Linked DNA regions of Rattus norvegicus: region 2 is linked to region 1. Evidence: chromatin contacts called from public Hi-C data. All regions are on one chromosome and are shown on one strand. The core of a region is the stretch at or near the end of the contact, and the rest is flanking DNA. Distances in the headings are between cores, read along the strand shown. Region 1 holds the start of LOC102552068. Region 2 overlaps St8sia5 (ST8 alpha-N-acetyl-neuraminide alpha-2,8-sialyltransferase 5).

The links. Hi-C and Micro-C count contacts between places; a contact is called where the count stands out from the background.
Region 2: a Hi-C map of psoas muscle shows a contact between it and region 1, with 2.0 times the contacts expected there. The contact joins the enhancer-like site here to the promoter of LOC102552068 in region 1. A contact is called at or near these places in 2 of 12 Hi-C or Micro-C datasets (frontal cortex and psoas muscle).

The regions. Positions count from the first base shown.
Region 1 is chr18:73,009,919-73,015,754 of GRCr8, reverse strand. LOC102552068 reads left to right here and starts at 4,097. Exons shown (of 3, transcript XM_039097294.2): 1 at 4,097-4,400; 2 at 5,514-5,644. The coding sequence starts at 4,097. It overlaps St8sia5 (ST8 alpha-N-acetyl-neuraminide alpha-2,8-sialyltransferase 5), which reads right to left and starts at 4,168. Exons shown (of 8, transcript NM_001413108.1): 1 at 3,768-4,168. The coding sequence starts at 3,898.
Region 2 is chr18:73,042,622-73,048,729 of GRCr8, reverse strand. All of the region lies in intron 2 of St8sia5 (ST8 alpha-N-acetyl-neuraminide alpha-2,8-sialyltransferase 5), which reads right to left. Among named protein-coding and RNA genes, the nearest start is that of St8sia5, 34 kb to the right of the region's middle. Within about 2 kb of position 3,464, at least 26 of the 93 cell types and tissues checked have an H3K27ac peak or open chromatin away from gene starts, as enhancers often do.

The sequences.
Region 1 (5,836 bases), core at 2,848-5,347:
TGGAGCCGTGCAATTCCTGGCCCTTTTGTCTGTCTCATTTCAGTTAGCACGATAGCTCCAGGGTTCATCCATGCTGCAGCTCTGTATTAGAAGGGCTTTCTTCTTATGACCAAATAATTAGATAGATAGATAGATAGATAGATGATGGATGGATAGATAGATTATAGATAGATAGATAGATAGATAGATAGATAGATAGATAGATAGATAGATGATCGATGATGGATGGATAGATGATAGATAGATAGATAGATAGATAGATAGATAGATAGATAGATGATCGATGATGGATGGATAGATGATAGATAGATAGATAGATAGATAGATAGATAGATGATCGATGATGGATGGATAGATGATAGATAGATAGATAGATAGATAGATAGATAGATAGATAGATGATGGATGATGGATGGGTGGATGGATGGATGGATAGATAGATAGATAGATAGATAGAGGATGGATGGGTGGATGGATGGGTGGATGGGTGGATGGATGGATGGATGGATGGATGGGTGGGTGGATGGGTGGATGGATGGATGGGTGGATGGGTGGGTGGATGGGTGGATGGATGGATGGATGGATGGATGAATGGATAGAGGGACAGATGAATGCACATCAACTCACATCACCTACTTCCTGCTGTAACCACTTCACCTAGCATCACCAGACAAGCTTACCACCCTTATGTCTCTACTGTGGGCTTCAGAATTTCCTGAGCCACACTTCCACTTCTGAGAGGCTGTAAGCAAACCCCCAGTGTCCCTCCCTCTCTAGCTTTCCTGTACAATACCCAGATACCCTTCCTTTCAGAGCACTTTTATCAAGTTGCTTCCCTATCAAGGACCACATGTGGCTTCCCATGATGTATGAACCAAGCTCAGTCTGTCCTCAGTCTCCAATACTAGTCACATACACTGAGGCACTTCAGTGAAGCCACGAAGCTCTGTCTGTTATTTGACACATCGCTGCCCCCGCCCACCTTGTGGGATCCATCCTTTCATTATGTCCCTTCCAACGACTCTACCTAAGTGTAAATCCATGCATGTACTCACACACACACACACACACACACACACACACCTACACACATACACACACACATGCCCACACACACCTACACACATACACACACACATGCCCACACACACCTACACACATACACATACACACACATACATACACACACACCTGCTCCTACCTTCAATCATTTGTTGACTATCCATATTTATTAATGACTTCTTATTGTCAGATACACATGTGACACATGCAGCCTCAAGCAAACCATAATCCCTACCTCACAGCTTCGGACCTAGTGCCATTCAACCTCAGCACCATTGACATTTGGGGCTGAAATATCTCTGCTGTGCAGGCACTCTGGACCTAGAGCAATTTTTTGGGCATCTCAACCCACTCCCTCCTGGACAACAGCATCTCTTCTCCTCATGTGGTAACCAAAGACATGGCTACTCTAATGTCTAAGGGCAAAATTGACCTGACAGACATCTACTGACCTACAGCATCAAGTGGAGCTTGCTACTGATCCCTCGGGGGACCTGCTAGAAAGACAGGTTTCCAGACAACAACCTAGAAGTTGTTTGATCCTGGAAGGGAGTTCAACCTAAGGACCCAGGAATCTGCATCCCAGGGCCTTCTCGGGGAACTCCAGCGCAGATCTTTGCTCTTTCCAGACAGACACAAAACAAACACTGCCCTGGAGACAACTCAGAGCAATTGTGATGTGTGAGGAAAGAGGACACATAAGCAAATGAGTCTGCCACAAGACACAGGACAGGGAAGCCTGGTGACAGATCAGAAATGGAGACAAGCATGGCAGTGCAGGTGGGGTCAGGTGCCAGCGAGGCAGGAGAGGACGAGGCCATGCCTGTATCCTGTACTCAGGGTTGCTGTCTCCTTCCTTCGGTTACAGGTGTGCATGGGCTGTCCAGAACTTACCTGCCTCCCAGAGCTCCGCCTCACCCAGGCAGTCTCCCCAGCCGCTCCCATCCCTCACTCTTCTCTACCGTGTACTTCTCCTCTCACTTGTGGCCGTTTGTTTCCCCTGAGAGACTTTAAACCCACTGAGCACCAGGACTCCATCATCTGCTTCTTTATAGCACCGCCCTCCACTCTCTTCCCGGTTGGAACACCACCGGGCTTGACTGTGTTAAGCACTACTCCCGGAGTGAGGTCTGAAGGGTTTTATACATTGTTTAGGGTTAGGGTCTCTGAGAAATAGAGAATGGGAAGCAACCAATTCACTGGCTGAGCTCTGGGCAACTAACCCGTCCATCCAAACCCAGGCAGGGTTTGCCAAAACAATCAAGCAGTGGTGTGGCTGGCACCTACTATGGCCCTGATGTCTCTCTCCATTCTGTCCCACCAGAAGCTCTAGGAGTCCAGGCAGTTCTGGGGAATTACCAGCAGGGGGCAGAAACCGAGAGCTGCCCTACCAAGAAGCAGGTTCTAAGATCCAGCAAGGCTGCAGGGCAGACAGTTCAAGAACATCTCCGAGGGTCTGATCAAATCCAGCAGGTCAGAAGACTGGAGGGTGCTTTTAAAGCAAGCAGCGCCACACAGAGAACATGAGCTGGTGCCAATTAGGGAAGAAAGGTGTCTGGGAAAGTTGGGAGCAGTGAGGGGCTGGAAATGAATGTGTGAGGCCAGAGGCCTCATAGACCTCAGTTCTAGAGAGTCAGAAGGAAGGACCAGCCAGACTGTTTAGCTTTTCTATTGGGAGCAAATCACCAGCAGCAACGCCCCCCTCACGCCCCCGCACTCTTTGGACAGCTCGGAATAGGAGCGTATGTGACCAACGCAGACCCCAAGGCTGAGAAAAGAAAGGGCAGCATTCTGTTACTGGGACACTTCTGAAGAGAAATTTTCACTCCTATCCATTTGACTGGAAGGCAGTCAGCTGAGATGGGCCCTGGTGGTGAAGGAGCCTCCGGCAGAGAGGAGAGCGGCCCTTTCTACCAGAGACTCTAGCAAGGGAGCACGCAGAGCAGAACTCCCGCCTCCAAGCAGGCAGGTAGCTAGCTAGTCGCAACTCCACCAGGCAGCAGAGCCTTCGGAGCTGCCATATCCCTATGTGTTGCTCACACAGAGACAGAGGCCGTGTCTGAATTTTGAGCTGAGCGGTGTGTACTGCCCTTTCTCCTCAAGGAGTTTGACTGTGGGTGGTGAAGCGGTGAGAGAACCCAGTGCCTACTGCCTTTGATGCCAAGGGTGCAAAAGAACCATCTGCCTCGGAGGCGACCAGGTTGTCTCACAGATCTGTAGAATTCATTCTACCTGTGCGTGACCGGAACACTACCACCCCACCTAGCTGGGAGTTCCTGGGGGGAGAACAAGCTTATGCCTCCAAGGTCCCCTATAAAAATCTACACCTTGCCGAACTAAGAAAAAGGAAAAACCTAGCCTTTTTCTTTCCGTCTGCTGCAAATGACCACGGAAGTGTAGGTTTTGGGGACAGCACAGCTTTGGGCATACACATGTATTTATGGTCAGCTTTGCTGGTTGGCATTCCAAGCTGCTGCCCACGTTCTCACACACACGCGCGCGTGCGCACACACACACACACACACACACACACACACACACACACACACACGTCTCCATAACTGCACCAGGACAGGCGACGCAGCTGGCGCTGTCCTCTGGCTGGCAGCAGAGATGCCATAGAACACGGAGGTGTCCGGGCTAAGGGCAGACCGCGGGAAGGCTACCTCCGGACGCGGTGTATCCCACCCCTCAGACTTTCTTACCTCTTGATGTAGCTCTTGCTGTACAGGATCTGCTGGAGCAAGGTCACCAAGGCGAAGGCGCAGATGAAGATGAAGAGCAAAGTTCGGTTCCCCAACAAATCCCTGTTGGCCGAGGGGTCTGCGTAGCGCATCCTGGCGGCCGGGCGCCGCGGACGCACTGTGCGGGGCGGGGCGGCAATCACGCGCGTTGTGCGGGGGGCCCCCGGGGGCCCTTAGGCGAACTGCCACGGCGTGGCCAGGAGGGCAGAGGACTTGGTGGGGCAAAGTTTCCCGTGGGCGCAGTCGCGGCCGCGGCAGCAAAAGGACAGGGCCCGCCGCGTGGAGGTCGGATGAGCCTCAGGCCTGCCCTCTCGTGCTGCGGCTTCTGGGCGCCGGTGTCCCGCAGCCGCCAATCTGCCCGTGGAGGGGCGACGGCAGGTGCGGGGACCGGACCGCCCTCCCGCCGAGGTGACGACCAATGGGGATCCGGGCCGGCGAGGCTGTGCCGAGACCCAGCCCGACGCGCCGCCCACTCTGGGCTGGCTCGGGATTCGGGGCGCCGTGCGCGTGGGGCCGGCCGGGGGACAGCGCGTCTGCTCCCCGCGCCCGCAGCCTGGGAGTGCGAAGGTTGGCCTTCGATGCTGCGGAGGCGAGGTGGGCGACGCAACCACAGGACGCTGGGCCGTGGGGGAGGGAGAGGGGAATAACGTAAAGGGCCAGGTTGGAATCATGGGGTTCAGAGGAGCGCAGACCGCAGAGCAACCTCGGCGAGACGAGCATTTGCATGGGGTGCGCAGGTCACTGAGTCACCGCGGCAGCCGCGTCCTCGTGCGCTGCTGGAGAATCCTCGGTGAAAGCGGAGCAAGGTCAGCCGGGCAGCCCTTCAAGGACGGCGCGCGCGGCCCCTGCATGCTAATGGACTGAGAGACTGTCCCTGGGGCCTTGACTCCCAACTCTGGCTGAGCAGAAATTCAGGGTCAGCCGTCCCGTCCCCCACCCCACCCCACCGCGCACCCGCCGCCACGGGCCTCTACCCTCTCACCATCCCATCATCTGCAACTCGCGGGCTTTTGTCAATAACCCTGTTGTCATCTAGACACTGGGACTTTGTCTCATCCTTGGAACTATTCATAGACCGTAGGTCAACAGCAGTCCGCCTTCGGGTACTATGGTTGCCCAAAGCTGTAAGAAGTCATTGGGTTCATCAGTGAGCATTCTGTGCTTCAGTGTAAGCTGGGGGAAACGACCCCGGAGATGCAATGGGAAAGCCGTACTATCACAGAGATCCTTACCTGAAGAAGGCCACCTCTATTCTGGCTCGCGATACTGCATAGGCTTGGGAGTCGGTCTTGTGCTGCGATCCACTAACTAGGGCGCCCTTCCCAGGACCTCCTAGCCACTCCAGAGGTTCCAGAGTCAGGGCTGCTTCGCACTTTGAACTTGACAAAACTCGAGTCGCATCAAGAAAAAGAATGTTTTTGGTAGGAAATGCCCACATTCCAATCCCTTCAATCTTGACATTTAGCAATTTAGCTATAATTAGGGAGCCAGCAATAATAGCAACTTGTGTGCATTCACGGGGCTGAAATACTAAGTACCATCTTTGAAGAACCTGGGAAGCTTTCTATCCAGCGTACCTATCTGTGAGTAGGCTTTTTAGCCAGTCACTGGATAATCCAGATCGGAGGGCTGGCCACTATATGATTAGCGTAGAATCCACACGCAGTTGTCACATACGCTAATGAACTTTCACCTCCTGTCTTCCAGCACAGCTCTACAATTGGGAGGGCCGAAGCACAAGTTGCTTAGAGCGGTTCGGTTCATCTAGCACGAAGTGCTTGAACTTCAGAGGACCTGCACATGCGAGTGGGAGCCAGTCTGTGTGTCCCAAGACGCAGGTTCGGAGTGTCACTCTCCGTTTCTTCAAGACCTGTGTTTGTTTGTTTGTTTTCTCTTCTTGCCACAGGGTCTTGCTCTGTAGCTCTGTTGCTTCCAACCTGTGATCATCCTTCTGCCTCAGCCTCCTCAAGAATGAGCCTCTCAGTGACTATGCAAGCTTCTTAGTCAGCTGTGGAGGGTATCTCTACTCT
Region 2 (6,108 bases), core at 2,215-4,714, 34 kb before region 1:
GCTCTGGCTTTAGAGTCAAGGATATAAAAAGGGGGCTTGTGGAATCTCCTTCCATGGCTAAGGAAAGTTGCTTAGGCCGGGCATGTGTTAGGGGTGTCCCTTCAGGGAGGCCTGGAGAGGCCATTTTGTGAAGCTGCAAAGGTGAAGCCTGGGACGTTGGGGATTCCAGAGTTGTGGGATACCTGCCAAGGAGAGCTGCAGATTGGGTGCAAGAGAGAGAAATGGAATTGGAGATCTGAAGAGCACTTTGACATCAGACATGGAGATGCAGAATTTGGAGTTTGCCCTATTGGTTTTAAGTCTTGCTTTGCTCCAATATTTCCTTACTACATTCCCTTTCCTCTTTTTTGGATGGCAATGTATTCATCCTGTACCATTTTGTGATGGAAGTATATGATCTGCATTATTATTATTATTATTATTATTATTATTATTATTATTATTTTCACTTTATAAGGGGTTATAGTTAAGAGATTGCCTTGAGTCTGCAAAGGGACTTTGAACTTTTAAACAATGTTGAGACTGTGGTAGACTATGGGGACTTTTGAAATTGGACTGAATGCATATTTTGCAGTATGTTATGAATACAAGCCTATGGGGTCCAGGGAGTAAAATGTGGTTGCTTGAATAAGAATGGCCCCCATAGGCTCATAGATATTTGAATGCTTAGTCAACAGGGAGTGAGGTTATTTGAAAGGATTAGAAGTATTAGGAGATGAAGCCTTGTTGGAGGAAGTGTGTTACTAAAAATGAGCTTTGAGGTTTCAAAAGCCCATAATAAATCCAGAGCGCTCTCTCTCTCTCTCTCTCTCTCTCTCTCTCTCTCTCTCTCTCTCTCTCTCTCAAGATTTAGCTCCCAGCTACTGCTCCAGTACCTGCCTGCATGCCACCAGCCTCCCCACCATAATGATAAGGGATTAAACCCAATTAAATGTTTTCTTTTATAAGAGCTGCCCTGATCATGGAGTTTCTTCACAGCAGTAGAACAATGACTAAGACAGAAGTTAGTACCAGGAGTGGGGTATTGCTGTGACAAGCCTGACTCTGATGTTTGTTGTAGGAATGTGGAATATTTGGGGACTTTGACCTGGAAAAGCAGCTGACCACTTTGAGTGGGGTTTATGGGATCACCCCACAGGAGTATGGGAGATAATGCTGCTGAGAGAGATGTAGATTATGATGGCTGAGCTCAAGAGGTTTCAGAGAAGAAGAAGAACATTACTAAGAAGAATGTGGCTTCTTTCTGCCCTTGTCCGAAAATATCTGTCTGAAAATAAATCTAAGAGATTGTGATTAATGAAAGCAGCAGAAGAGCTGTCAAGGCAGCCATGTATTGTATTGGCTATTGTATGGTTATTAGTAATCACTCTTACATAGATTTATAGGGAAAGGAACAAGTCAGTAAGTAGCACCCCCATCCATGGCCTCTCTATTGGCTCTTTGCTGCCAGGTTCCAGCCCTGTGTGAATTCCTACCCTGATTTCCTCAGTGATGGACTATGTTATGGAAGTCCATCACTTTCCTTTTGGTCATGGCGTTTCATCACAGCGATAGCAACCCTGACCAGGACATGGTATATGTTAACAACATGGAAGAAGGAAAGTTTTGCTCTGTTCCTGGATGCCCCAGCTCACTGGCATTAGAGTCTTCTTTGTGATTCCGATGTGTCCTGGAGACCAGCTGAGACATCTGGCCTTGTGAACTGAACAACTCCCAGTTTCTTGGACTGTCCATTGTTGAACAAGCTGGATCACAACTTGGAAGCCATTAATAAATCGAAGTGATGGAATTAAGAGAGAAGTCCTTTGTTTTTTCCACCCTATATCTATAAGGTGGAACACTTATGAAATCCTAATAAGATAGGACTGAGACACTTTGTCCCCTCAAATACATGAGGATATGGGAAGAAGACACGGCCTATGAACCAGGAAGCAGAGCTGTCTTGAAATTCGGACTCTGGAAATAAAGTTGGAAATAAATGTCCATTGCTTATAAGCACCCCAGTCTGTGTGTTCTGTGTCAGTAGCATGAATGAACCACGTTGGCCATTTTAGCTGTGTCACCTCCAGCCTCAGCATCCAGTCAGTACAGTTGACATGACACCATTGACGCTTCCAGGAAAGCTTAACACACAGGGAGTGTGAGAAGTGCTCACCCCCACTGCCCTGCCTTTGAAGGGCAACTGCTGCCAGCCGATACCACGATACCATGGGGAGACCCAGGGAGTGCCACACTCCCTTCTCTCCGCTCAGCTGGTCGATAGCAGAGCAGAGTCGGGAATGAAGAACACTGAAGTTTCTCTCTACCATCTGCTCTGGTGACACTGCCTTCTGCTGAGCTCACTAAACCTCCTTCTGCCTCCTGATGGCTACATCCCATGCCAAGTCCTGCCTGAGTGTGAGATGTCCTTGGTCGCCCTGCCCCTGCTAGGCACCACAGGTTTGAGGACTGTGTTATTGCTGGGTACGGTGGCACACACTTTGATCCCGGCATATGGGAGGCAGAGGGATCTCTGAGTTCCAGCCCAGCCAGGGTACACAGTGAGACCCTAATTCAAAAAAAAAGTGTTTCTGAAACCTTGACCCCTGGGCCCTGCCCACCCTACAGGGACTGTCCCCCTCAGGGTTCCTAGAGACTATGACAGACTAGCCTAGGGATGCCTCTGTCATACAATACAACCAAAACAGAGCCATTCTCAGACTCTCTCTCTTCTACTTAACACATGCTCCATGGCCCCTGAAACACCCCTGGCCACCTCATCCAAACTGCCCCATGACTATCTGAAATCTCCGTTTTGCCATCGGGAAAAGGAAATGAACAGCTCTTGCTTCTTTCTCCTACCCCTGAGGAGGTCTGATTTTGGTGGTGCGCTGTCCCAGCCTGGTCTCTACTGATGATGCATCAATGACGTGTAATTCCACAGGGGGACACTCCCCCGCAGATCCTTCCCGGGACAGGAAGCCTGAGGGGCAGGTCTAGAGGAAGGTGTGCAAACTGGGAGCACGCCGGATCCATGGAGGCGATGCTTACATACTTGTGTGTTAGGGAAAAAGCATGCATGAGAGTGAGAGGTGAAATGTGCAAGGGCTGGACGGTGACCTGATGTCCCTGGGGAGGGGATGGCTTGCAGTGAGATGTTAGTGGTATCTCTCAGAGTTCTGAGATGAAGACAGCTCTTAAGATGCATTTTCAGTGTTGCTTCCCACAGGGGCATTATGGTTCTTTTACTATTGGAAGTTGCTGATAAACGCTCTTTGCTTTCTAAGTCGCAGACCCCCCTATAAATAGCGCCGGCTTGGCTTGTGCATGAGGAATCTCACCAGAGCATCCCTCCGCCTTCTCGGGCTTGGTAAGCAAGTGAGTCACCAGCTCTTCTTTCCGTTCCGGAAAGACTATCTCTACTCAGCTCAAAGGAGGGGGGCCTGGCACCACGATTGGCATCGGCGGGTATAAATAGCCCGAGAGCCGTGTCAGAAGCCGAGCTCCTCTCCAACACCATTTGACTCCCAGCGATCAAGCTGACGCTGGCTCTAGGCTGCGTCCATCCTGTCTCTCCCTGTGCCCTCGGGGACCTTGAGGGGCTGGGCTGGCCAGCTCCAGCCACCCCGTCATCAGGTGGCAACCTCCGCTATGAGAGGACCAATGAAGAAGGCCTGGAGGGCACTGGGTGGGGGATCTTTCCTTCCCTCAACTACATGGTAGACAACTCCAGCTTTGTGAGAGGAGGCCCCTCTGAGCAGGGTAGAGCTGGCCAGCTAATCTGTTCCAACCATCCCTTTCCTTACAGATTTACCCACAGAGGTCCCTCCCTGCTCATTCCCTCTTCCAGAGTGGCATCTTCTGCCTAGGGTGGTCCCGTAACTCCAGGCCCTTGGTAAACCACTGGTTTGGCGTGAGATGGGGCCACTGCGTTTTCTTTCTAAGCACATCCCACCAGCTGCAGTCGCTAGTGGTGTCTAAGAACCCAGAAGCCCTGGGGAGGTCCCCTGTGCCACGTAAGAACAGAATTGGTAGACTTCACCAACTGCCAGGGGCAGGAGGAAGGGAAGCTGGCACAGCCTACCAGTCTGGACCCTTTTCGTATTGTCCTGCCTAGGCATTCCGAGAGAACCGTAGAGTGATTCCACTGTGGTGGAAACACCACTAGCCCGTATGCACCTCTGTGCAGGGCATTAGCAAGTCCTCCAACCCCATTCATTAAGCCACATACTGGCAACATGGGCTGTCAGAGTGAGGGCGGGCCGAGTTTCAACCCCAGCTGACTCTCATCCTGGCCAGCTGTGCGAGGCAGCCTCCTCCTCCTAGACCCTTAAACCGCCTTGTTTAATTCTCTTAGTAGCCCAATGAGACTTGGTGAAATTCAGGCTGCAGTCAGCAATGCCACATGCCCAAGGTCACCCAGCACCCTAGCTGCACCCAAGTCATCTCCTTACGACAGAGAGGAAAGCTCAGGCTTCCAAGCGCCCAGAACCCCAGGGTCTCCATCACTTCAGCAGTCGCCCCTCGCCAACTCTGACAGCGACGGCTCCCTGGGGGCTTTGTCAATAAGCAGCCCCCTTCTCTCCCAAAGGCGACAGCCCTTCAGCGAGATCCGTGCTATTTCCAGCACAAGAACAGCTGCTGTCTGGAGCGAGCACACGCCCCATCAGCAGAAAGCAGTCGGAGAGCTGCAGACTGACAAGTACCAGGGCTGTAAGTGCCCCCGGATAGGTGCAGAGGGACTCAGGGCTCCCTACCACCAGCCGCCAAAGGCTGTGACTGCTGGGAGGAGGCATTGCCGGGGGCCCTCCATGTCTGCTCAGCAATCTTTGACTTAACCTGTTCTCTCTGAGGTGTGGTTTCCCTATGCCAGGAGTCACCAGAGCTAAAAGGTCTAAATATTAACAGGCAGCAGGCTTAGTGACATGGACCTGGTGGCACAGACTTATAAACCCAGCTCTGGGGGAGGCTGAAGCAGGAGGACCACAAGTTCAAGGCCTACATGGGCTAGAGTCACTTCAAGGCCAGCTGGGGACGCTTAGGAAGGATCTATCTTGAATGTTATTTTTTTTTTAATTAAGGTAAAAGCAGGCTGTGAGTGTAGGTGGATGGTTGAGTAGTTGCTTAGCATGGGCAAAGTCCTACATTTAAACCCTAACACTGCAAAAATAATAAACGAATAAACTAAATAAATAAAAGCTTACATTTTGCTGTTCTGGAATTAGTTCTGGATATCCCCATGGTCAGTCTGTTCTACCACACCACTTTGCAAAGTCTGCACTGTCACCGCTCCCCTTGGTTGGGGTCTGGGTAGGTAAGGAGCAATAACAAATTCAGAGACTCCATCCCATAATCCCTTCCCCAGCTGCAGCCCTTGACCTGGCGGCCAGCACAGTCCCTGTAAGGTAACCTCTTCTAAGCCAGTCCAGGGGACCCTGACAGCATTCCTGAGGTCCAGCTTAGCTCTGACTGCTTAACATGGCCCCTGGTTGGAGGTCTCACTGACCCTACTGGGCTTTGGTCACCATCTCCTTGTGCTAAGCCCAGAGCTGCACCCAAGTCATCTCCTTCTCCTTTATCCCTCCAGATCTTTGCCTCGGTAGTGGCCCTGGTCTCCGCCCCAGCACAGGCTGTAATTCGCTCTGCCTGTTTCCCTGGTGTCTGACTCTGGCTCTGAGATGTTTTCCTACTTACTTCATTCAGAGATCTACCTGGTCAGCATCTCCAGGCCACCTTCCTGCCCTCCCCTCTCTGTGCCAACACCCACTGGGCACATCTCCACCTCCCCTAGAAATGACTTAAACATGATTCCTCGTGGCCTGCCTGTACCCCTCAGGGGTCAGGAAGGCTTATCTCTTCCTCACTGAATGCTTGTTGAGCCTCCCTTGCGTGTCAGGCTATTTCTACCTTAGTAGTGATCAACTAGCCAGGCCAAGGCTCCTCCCTCGAGGTGCTTCTCAACATAGCAGAATGAGTGCTGCAGAAGCAATGCAGGTAGGAAACTAGAGGGACTCTGAGACGACCAGGTTAGTGAAGGTGTCTCCAGACAGTGAGCAGAGGGAGGGATGCAGCCCTGGGCAGATGTGCGACCAGTTTATACAGCAAGAGCTAGCCAGCTGCGGTATGACG